Regions from separate parts of the Ovis aries genome. Here region 2 is linked to region 1. Evidence: chromatin contacts called from public Hi-C data. All regions are on one chromosome and are shown on one strand. Each heading gives the region's core, a stretch centred on a gene start, on an enhancer-like site or on the middle of the called end of the contact. The rest is flanking DNA. Distances are from core to core; before and after follow the strand shown. Region 1 holds the start of GRK4 (G protein-coupled receptor kinase 4). Region 2 overlaps LOC132660030 (a long non-coding RNA gene).

What was found. A called contact is a pair of places that touch in the nucleus more often than the background predicts.
Region 2: a contact with region 1 is called in a Hi-C map of liver, with 2.3 times the contacts expected there. The contact joins the enhancer-like site here to the promoter of GRK4 in region 1. A contact is called at or near these places in 2 of 16 Hi-C or Micro-C datasets (blood and liver).

Annotation. Positions count from the first base shown.
Region 1 is chr6:116,511,223-116,515,575 of ARS-UI_Ramb_v3.0, reverse strand. It overlaps GRK4 (G protein-coupled receptor kinase 4), which reads left to right and starts at 2,489. Exons shown (of 15, transcript XM_060417709.1): 1 at 2,489-3,075. The coding sequence starts at 3,024. NOP14 (NOP14 nucleolar protein) reads right to left here and starts at 2,341. Exons shown (of 18, transcript XM_027971279.2): 1 at 2,029-2,341. The coding sequence starts at 2,220.
Region 2 is chr6:116,679,715-116,684,378 of ARS-UI_Ramb_v3.0, reverse strand. LOC132660030 (a long non-coding RNA gene) reads right to left here. Exons shown (of 2, transcript XR_009601193.1): 2 at 4,066-4,664. Among named protein-coding and RNA genes, the nearest start is that of SH3BP2, 14 kb to the right of the region's middle. Within about 2 kb of position 3,253, at least 6 of the 54 cell types and tissues checked have an H3K27ac peak or open chromatin away from gene starts, as enhancers often do. A contact at or near this core is called in liver, where this site is marked.

The DNA.
Region 1 (4,353 bases), core at 1,240-3,739:
AGCAGCAACCAGGAACGACCAGGGCAGTCGGGCGCGGAGGCCGCTCTGCCAGGCGAGGCAGCCGGACGGGCTGAGGTTGTAGCTGGCAGAAAGAGAAGCCAGGGAGCCAGGCGCTGAGGAGCTGTTTATGTCAACACCACCGCTGATTAGAGACTGCAGCAGCATTGCCTGTCCTGGGCTGGTTATGTTCATATACGTGCCAGTATCTGTATATATGGCCAACAGGGAGGCCTGGTGTGCTGTGACTCATGGGGTCGCAAAGAGTCGGACACGACTGAGCGACTGAACTGAACTGAACGCTAAAATCTGTGCGTGTGTGCTGTTGCTTCAGTGACATCTGACTCTCTGAGACCCCATGGAGTGCAGCCCGCCAGGCTCCTCTGCCCATGGGGTTCTCCAGACGAGAGTACTGGAGTGGGCTGCCACTTCCTCCTCCAGGGGAGGGAGAGCCTCGATCAAACCCGCATCTGCTGCGCTGCAAACAGAGTCGTTGCTGCTGAGCCCCCAAGCCAAAGCTCGCAGCGCTTTCTGGGCCATTCGTGGACACTCATGAGGTGGAGACAAGAGTGAGGACTTGGAATCCCACCGCAGCACCGCCTCCCAGTGCAGACTCTGGGAGGTGCCCACGGCCTCATCTGAAGAGGAGAGAATGGCAGTCCCTACCTCAGCCTCCTAAGGAGAAAACAGGAGACTGAGGCTGAAGTGGGGAAGACACACCTGTCTGCTCTGGAGCCCCTGCTGCCCGCCCTGCCCCAGCCTGCCCGGCGCTGTGTGGTGGGGGTGTGGCAGAGTCAGCTCTGAGACTGTCTTGTCTTCCACTACTGCCAGTTCCTTCAAGTGAGGATGATGTTTGATTCCATTCAAAGATCAGCCGGATCGCACGCTGGGACAGCACAGCTTATGAGCCCATGAAGACAGGCTCAGGGGTCACTCCACCTTTACCCCTTCACCTGCCAGAACGGAAACTAAGCAAGAGTGCTCAGTGGCGTGTAAAGCGTTCCCAGGTGTTTGAACCCAGGGCACACCCTAGCCCTTACCAGATGTGTGACTGTAGGAAATTTCCCTACCTTAATTTTTTCACTAACCTACTAATGTCTCCTCCTCAGAATGACAATAAATAGTTAAAAGCACCCAATGAGCATGTCTCAGAAGCTACATAGAGAATGCCAGCAGAATGGAATCTGAAAGTACAGAATAGTCTGGGACCGTAAGCACAAGAAAAGGGATGGCTGTGAGGTTTTCCAAAAAAGGTTAGCATTTCAGTTACCTTGCAAAGGACAAAGTCATGTGCTGCAAAAGTGAAGTTGCTCAGTTGTGCTGACTCTTTGCGACCCCATGGACTGTAGCCCACCAGGCTCCTCGGTCCATGGGATTTTCCAGGCAAGAGTACAGGAGTGGGTTGCCATTTCCTTCTCCAGAGGATCTTCCCAACCCAGGGATCGCACCCGTGTCTCCCGCATTGCAGGCGGATTATTTTACCGTCGGAGCCCACCAGGGAACCCCTATGTTGATGCACTCCTTCACCAAACATCTACTGAGCAGACTGTGTAATCCCTTATCCTTAAATCAGCAGAGCTCAGCCTCGAGGAAGGCGGGTAAGAGGGCCCCACGACGACCAGGGCGGCACAGAAGTGATTAGCTATGCCAGAGGGGGCTGGACCTGTGCACTGGGGCTCCACGGAGCGACAGCGGTTCTGCAGGGCGATGTCGTCCCATCACACGCAGAAGCAGAGGCAAGAGGACGCACACAGTCCAGCCGACACACGGCACACACACACGGCGTCTAACTGCGCCAGGCTGTCCTGAGGACTCTCTCAGGGCACGCGTCCCACCCTTCCAGCCGCCCGCCCAGGAGCTAGGTACCATTGGCCCATCCTACGTACAGAAGGGAACCAGCACCGTGGCCCGCGCGCTGCCGCAGTGGGTGGGGAGAGCAGGGCCGCGCGGCTGGCCCGGGCCGGCAGGCAGGGCAAGGGACCCCTCGGAGGACGCCCCCCCCGCCCCCGGGGGGCCCGGCTCCCCGCTGACCTTCTGCAGGGCCCGCGCGCGCGACACCCCGGGCAGGCCCACGTCGTGGCGCGTCTTCCTGCCCAGAACCTGGAACTTCTGCCGGTTCACTTTCACCTCGAATGGGTTGGGGTTCGGCCTCGCCCGGCCCCCCCACGCGCCCGCCGGGGCCGCAGAGGCCTTCCCGCGCGCGGCGGTCCTGGCCTTCCCCATGGCGACACACCCCGCACCTCAGGGTGCGGACGAGCAGGAGAAGGCGGCAGCGGCTCAGGCTCCCTCAGCAGACACGTGCGGCCTGGCAGCCTGAGACAGCCGCCCGCATCTCGCGATAACTGAGCCAGCGAGAAGTAGGAACGTTGGGGAAAACACTGCCACGCCCCCGCGCGGCCTTCTCGCCCACAGGCCGAGCGACTACAACTCCCAGCAGGCCGCGCTCGCGCCCCGCCGCCTCCGCCCCGCGCGGGGCCTTCTGGGAGCGGTCGTGGCCCGCGAGGCGCCGCTCCCGCCTCAGGGCGCTCTGGCTCCCTCGTCCGAAGAGCCGTTGGCGGGAAGCCGGCTGCTGTGCGAGTAGGTGGCGGCGGCGGCGGCGGCGGCAGTAGCCGTCGCCGCCGGGGGCGGTGCCCCGGCCAGTGAGCCGCTCTCAGGGCGATGGGGCCGGCAGCCTGGGCCACGGCGCGGCGGCGGTGACCGCGGGGAACCGGCCCTCCAGCTCCGCGGCCGCAGCCCCCGGCCCCGGAGGCGAGGCGGCCGGGCGCCCTCAGCGTACGAAGCAGCGGCGTCGTCGAAAGCAGACCGAGAGGCGGCGGCGAGGGTGGTGGCCGTGGCCGTGGCCGTGGCCGGGTCCGTGGCAGCAGCAGCAGGTGCAGGAGCGGCGGCCCAGGGCGCGACCCGACGCGGAGTCGGGCGGGCGATGCCCGGGGGCCGCCCCGCGGCCGATCCCCGCCTTGCCCCCGCCTCCTCCCGCCGAGAGAGCCAGGCGGCGGCGGCGAAGAAGACGACGACGACGGCGGTCATCTATGGAGCTCGAGAACTTCTTGGCCAACACGATGCTGCTGAGAGCGCGCCAAGGTGGGTGCACAGCGGCGCCCCGACCCCGCCCGAGTCCTGAGCCCGTGCAGCCGCAGCCCTGCCGGGAACACCGACACTGCCGCGGCGCCCGGATCTTCCGCGCAGCCTCACTCCCTGGAGTGCGCGGTCGGCGAGTGGTCAGCCCTGGCTCCTAACGCCTAAGCTGCTCCGTCGCCTTTCGGCGCCGCCTCAGGACCCGAGTGAAGGAAGCGCGCGCGCTGCTCCAGTTCTGCACTTGCTCCCCTGTCCTGCCCTCCTTCCGGAACCTCGGGACGCAGTGTGGCTTCAGCCTCGGGCGATCAGTGTGATCTGTCCCCAAGAGAGGAGGCCAGACCAGCCAGTAAAGCCGGCGGCAAAGAACCGTGTCTTTGTGGTTTTCAAAGGACCACCGAAGAGAATACCGTGAACCACCATGGGAGGCCCTTCCCTTACGTGTGTTTTGTTGTCTTGCGACCCGGTGGACTGTAGCCCGCCAGGCTCCTCTGTCCATGAGATTTCCCAGGCAAGAATACTGGAGCGGGGGACTGTTAACATCTCTTCTTGGATTTGAGGTTTGATGGTGTCCAGACTTGTGTAGAGTGGGTTTTAGCCCGGCTTAGGGAGAGATTGAACACATTAGGAAGAATTCATGCTGGTCGCAATGTAGAAGCAGCAGTTGGGCCCACCCTTCCACTTGCTGACCCCGGGAGTATAGTCCTCTGTGGAGGTGACTCCTCTGCTGCTCCTGGAGAGATGGGAGGGCTGGCGGCAGAGCCCACCCATAGTTCTTCAGCCCCTTTGCTCTTAGGGCTTCGGTGTGGGCTCAGTCGCTTCATCTTTGTGCTGGCAACAGAGTAAGTGCCCACCGGAGGATGTGTGTTTAATACAGTCTGGAAGAAGTATTTTGTTCTCTGTCTCCCAGGGCTTCAAAGTTCCAGTCCTGGTGCACATGTTGGCTAAGTGGAATTCTTGGTGACTTGTGATGCTGCTGAGAAGCATCAATCAGTTCATCTTGTGGTTAGAGTAGTGCTTAACATTGTGTAAGGGAAGTTAAGCTGGAATATCAGACTTGGGGAGTTCTCTTTTTAAGCCACCTCCTTCCCATTTCAAGAGGAAAGATCTTGACTAAAATGGGCATGGTTTTTCACACCTTGGAGACTGCATCAGAAACACTATGCGGGAATTTCTCGAAGTCACAGTGAGTGATGCAGAGAATTAGCCACTGAAGTTAGGGGTTACACGAAGGGATTCTGATTTCAGACGTAATGAACTTTTATTATGTAAAGTGTTTGCTGTATT
Region 2 (4,664 bases), core at 2,004-4,503, 170 kb before region 1:
TCGATGGACATGAGATGGTCGCAAAGAGTCAGACAGGATTGACTAAGTGACTGAACAGCAGTTCAGTTCAGCTCAGTCGTGTCCGACTCTGCGACCCCACGGACTGCGGCTCGCCAGGCCTCCCTGTCCATCACCAACTCCCAGAGCTTGCTCAAAAGAGTCAGTGATGCCATTCAACCATCTCACCACCCTTCTCCTGCTTTCAGTCTTTCCCAGCATCAGGGTTTTTCCAATGAGTCAGCTCTTCCCATCAGGTGGCCAAAGCATTGGAGTTTCAGCTTCACCATCAGTCCTTCCAATGAATATTCAGGACTGATTTCCCTTAGGATGGACTGCTTTGATCTCCTTGCTGTCCAAGGGACTCTCAAGAGTCTTCTCCAACACCACAGTTCAAAAGCATCAATTCTTCAGTGCTCAGCTTTCTTTATGGGCCAGCTCTCACATCCATACATGATCAATGAAAGAAACCATAGCTTTGATTAGGTGGACCTTTGTCTGCAAAGTAATGTCTCTGCTTTTTAATATGCTATCTAGGTTTGTCATAGCTTTTCTTCCAAGGAGCAAGTGTCTTTTAATTTCATAGCTGCAGTCACCATCTACGGTGATTTTAGAACCCAAGGAACTGAAGTCTGTCACTGTTTCCATTGTTTCCCCATCTATTTGCCATGTAGCGATGGGACCGGATGCCATGATTTTCGTTTTTTGAATGTTGAGTTTTAAGCCAGCTTTTTCACTCTCCTCTTTCACTTTCATCAAGAGGCTCTTTAGTTCCTCTTTGCTTTCTGCCATAAGGGTGGTATCATCTGCATATCTGAGGTTATTGAGATTTCTCCCGGCAATCTTGATTCCAGCCTGTGCTTCATCCAGCCCAGGGTTTCTCATGATGTACTCGGCATATAAGTTAAATAAGCAGGGTGACAATATACAGCCTTGACGTACTCCTTTCCCAATTTGGAACCAGTCTGTTGTTCCATGTCTGGTTCTAACTGTTGCTTCTTGACCTGCATACAGATTTCTCAGGAGGCAGCTAAGGTGGTCTGGTATTCCCATCTCTAAGAATTTTCCAGTTAGTTGTGATCTACACAGTCAGAGGCTTTGGCATAGTCAATAAAGCAGAAATAGATGCTTTTCTGGAACTCTTGCTTTTTTGATGATCCAGCGGATGTTGGCAGTTTGATCTCTGGTTCCTCTGCCTTTTCTAAATCCTGCTTGAACATCTGCAAGTTCTCAGTTCATGTACTATTGAAGCCCGGCTTGGAGAATTTTCAGTGTTCCTTTACTAGCGTGTGAGGTGAGTGCAAATGTGCGGTATTTTGAGCATTCTTTGGCATTGTATTTCTTTGGGATAGAATGAAAATTGACCTTTCCAGTCCTGTGGCCACTGCTGAGTTTTCCAAATTTGCTGGCATATTGAGCGCAGCACTGTCACAGCATCATCTTTCAGGACTGGAAGTCGCTCAGGTGGAATTCCATCGCTGCTTTGTTCGCAGTGATGCTTCCTGAGGCCCACTTGGCTTCGGACTCCAGGATGTCTGGCTCAAGGTGAGTGATCACACCATCGTGGTCATCTGGGTCATGAAAATCTTTTTTGTACAGTTAATATTTCTGTGTATTCTTGCCACCTCTTCTTAATATCTTCTGCTTCTGTTAGGTCCATACCATTTCTGTCCTTTATTGTGCTCATCTTTGCATGAAATGTTCCCCTGGTATCTCTAATTTTCTTGAAGAGATCTCTAGTCTTTCCTGTTCTATTGTTTTCCTCTATTTCTTTGCACTGATCACTGAGGAAGGCTTTCTTATCTCTCCCTGCTATTCTTTGGAGGTCTGCATTCAGATGGATATATCTTTCCTTTTTTCCCTTTTACTTCTCTTCTATTCACAGCTATTTGTAAGGCCTCCTCAGACAGCCATTTTGCTTTTTTGCATTTCTTTTTCTTGGGGATGGTCCTGATCACTGCCTCCTGTACAATGTCACGAACCTCCGTCCATGGTTCTTCAGGCACTGTGTCTATTAGGTCTAATTCCTTGAATCTATTTCTCACTTCCACTGTATAATCATAAGGGATTTGATTCAGGTCATACCCGAATGGTCTAGTGGTTTTCCCTACTTTCTTCAATTTAAGTCTGAATTTGGTAATAAGGAGTTCATGATCTGAGCCGGCTAGTCAGCTCCTGGTCTTGTTGTTGCTGACTATGTAGAGCTTCTCCATCTTTGGCTGCAAAGAATATAATCAGTCTGATTTCGGTGTTGACCGTCTGGTGATGTCCATGTGTAGAGTCTTCTCTTGTGTTGTTGGAAGAGGGTGTTTGCTATGACCAGTGCATTCTCTTGGCAAAACTGTTAGCCGCTCACTAGCATACGAAATTACCCAGCCTATAAAAACTAACCCTGCCTCACTTCAGGACCTCACTGGCCCTCTGCGATGCCCCACAGTCTGTCTGTGGGGTGTGCGTCTCCCTGACTTGAATGAATCCACTTCTTACCCATCACTTTGTCTCTCACTGAATTCTTTCTGCGATGAGGCATCAGGGACCTGAGCTTCACTGGGTGCTGACACCAGATTCTGTTGGTTGTGGCTGGGTTCTCATCCCAATCTGAGGTAAACGTTTCGCTCCTGGCTTCCACTCCCCCGCCGTCAGCTCCAGAGAAAGGGGGTCTAACAAGGCCACCTTCGCCTTGTCCGGCGGGTGGTTCCCAGGTAAGCAGGGGAAGGGAGGACGCGGAGATCGCCCGACGGCTGCCTGAGCAGCTGCGCGCCCCCTGAGAGGCAGGCAAGAGAGGAGATGCCGGCTGCAGAAGGGCCCAGGTCTCTTGCAGAAGGGCCCCGCGGAGATGCCCCTGCGGAAGCGCAGGGTGAGGGGCGGCGGTGCTGGCGGCGGCCGCTCCGCCCACATGCGGCCTGTGACCTCGCCCCTCACCCAGTCCCTCGCGGAGGGTACAGGCCCCAGGAGGGCCCTCGGGCCGCCCGACCTCTGGACGCACCGCCGCCACGCCCGGGGCCCACCTGCCACCCACCTGGAGGAACAGTCTCTGATCAGGGGCCCACAGTTCGTTTCTTGACTTGAGTGATCAAAAATGCAAATTCTGTGGGACCCCTATTTAGTTCCAGGTGGGCACGGGCGCCCCAGGGCAGAGCTCAGGGGCATCCGACAGCTACGCAGGGGCCCCGGCACAGCGGACGAGACCCTGGGCCCGGGCCTGCTTCCAGAGACGCCCTCCCGTGAGTGCCCGCAAGGGGGCGGTGTGGGCCAGCGCTTCCAGGGCCGCCGGCGGCCGGCCGCCGCCTGGGGCAGAACCCAGAGCGCGGCGGAACAGCCCTCCCCACGTCCGGGGCAGCTCCCCACTCCTGGCTGCTCCCGGGCACACGGAGTCCACCCCTGCCGGCCCCCAACCCCTCCTTACATCGCTCGCTACCTTGTTCATCTCCAAGGTCATCTCAGAGGCAGGGACGTCACCCTGCTCCCCCTTCCTGGGCACTTCCGTCCTGTGGTTGTAAAGGGGGGTCCAATCCAGAGTCTGCCGTGGCCCTAAGGAGGTGTCCCCACACCTCAGGCTCCCTCCCTGGGGTGGGCTCACAGGGGGTCTCTGGACTGGGGGACCCTCAGGAGCAGGGGGGCCAGTGTCCATTTACAGGACAATGAGAACCCAGGTGTGTCCCAACCACCCACCCTCAGAGCCCAGAACACTGGGAACTGCCCTCCAGGCAGGATGTCGCGGGGTTTCCTGAGGGAATCTGATCATCTAGAGATCCTGCCAGGTCATCGTGTGGACCTCACCGTGCAGGACCCCCCCCTCCTGCCTGAGCGCTAGGCCAGTTCAGCCGGACCCAGACGTCAGAAGGACCCTTGGCTCCTGAAGATCAGGACAAACAAACAGGAAAAGGGGGACTGGGAGGAAACAGAGACGGCTGGGAGAAGACGGCTTAGAAAAACTGGAACTGTTCACCTCAGATTGGGAATTGAACCCACGTGGCAGGGACGACACCCACAGAACGTGCTGTCAGGACCTGGTGAAGCTCAGGTTCTTGGTGTCTCATCACAGAAAGAGTTCAGTGAGAGACAAAGTGATGGGTAAGAAGTGGATTTATTCAGATTCAGAGAGAAGCACGCTCCACAGACAGAGTGTGGGCCCTTGCTGAGGGCGAGTGAGACTGAAGCGTGGCCTGGTTAGTTTTTATCAGTTCAGTTCAGTCGCTCAGTCGTGTCCAGCTCTTTGCGACCCCGTGACTGCAGCACGCCAGGCCTCCCTGTCCATCACCATCTCCCGGAGCCTGCTCAAACTCATGTCCATCGAGTTGGTGACGCCATCCAACCATCTCATCCTTGTCATCCCCCCTTCAATCTTTCCCAGCATCAGGGTCTTTTCCAGGGAGTCAGCTTTTCACATCAGGTGACCAAAGTATTGGCGTTTCAGCTTCACCATCAGTCCTTCCAATGAATATTCAGGACTGATTTCCCTTAGGATGGACTGCTTTGATCTCCTTGCTGTCCAAGGGATTCTCAAGAGTCTTCTCCAACACCACAATTCAAAAGCATCAATTCTTTGGTGCTCAGCTTTCTTTATGGTCCAACTCTCACATTCATACATGACTACTGGAAAAACCATAGCTTTGACCATACCGATCTTTGTCAGCAAAGTAATATGTCTGCTTTTTAATATGCTG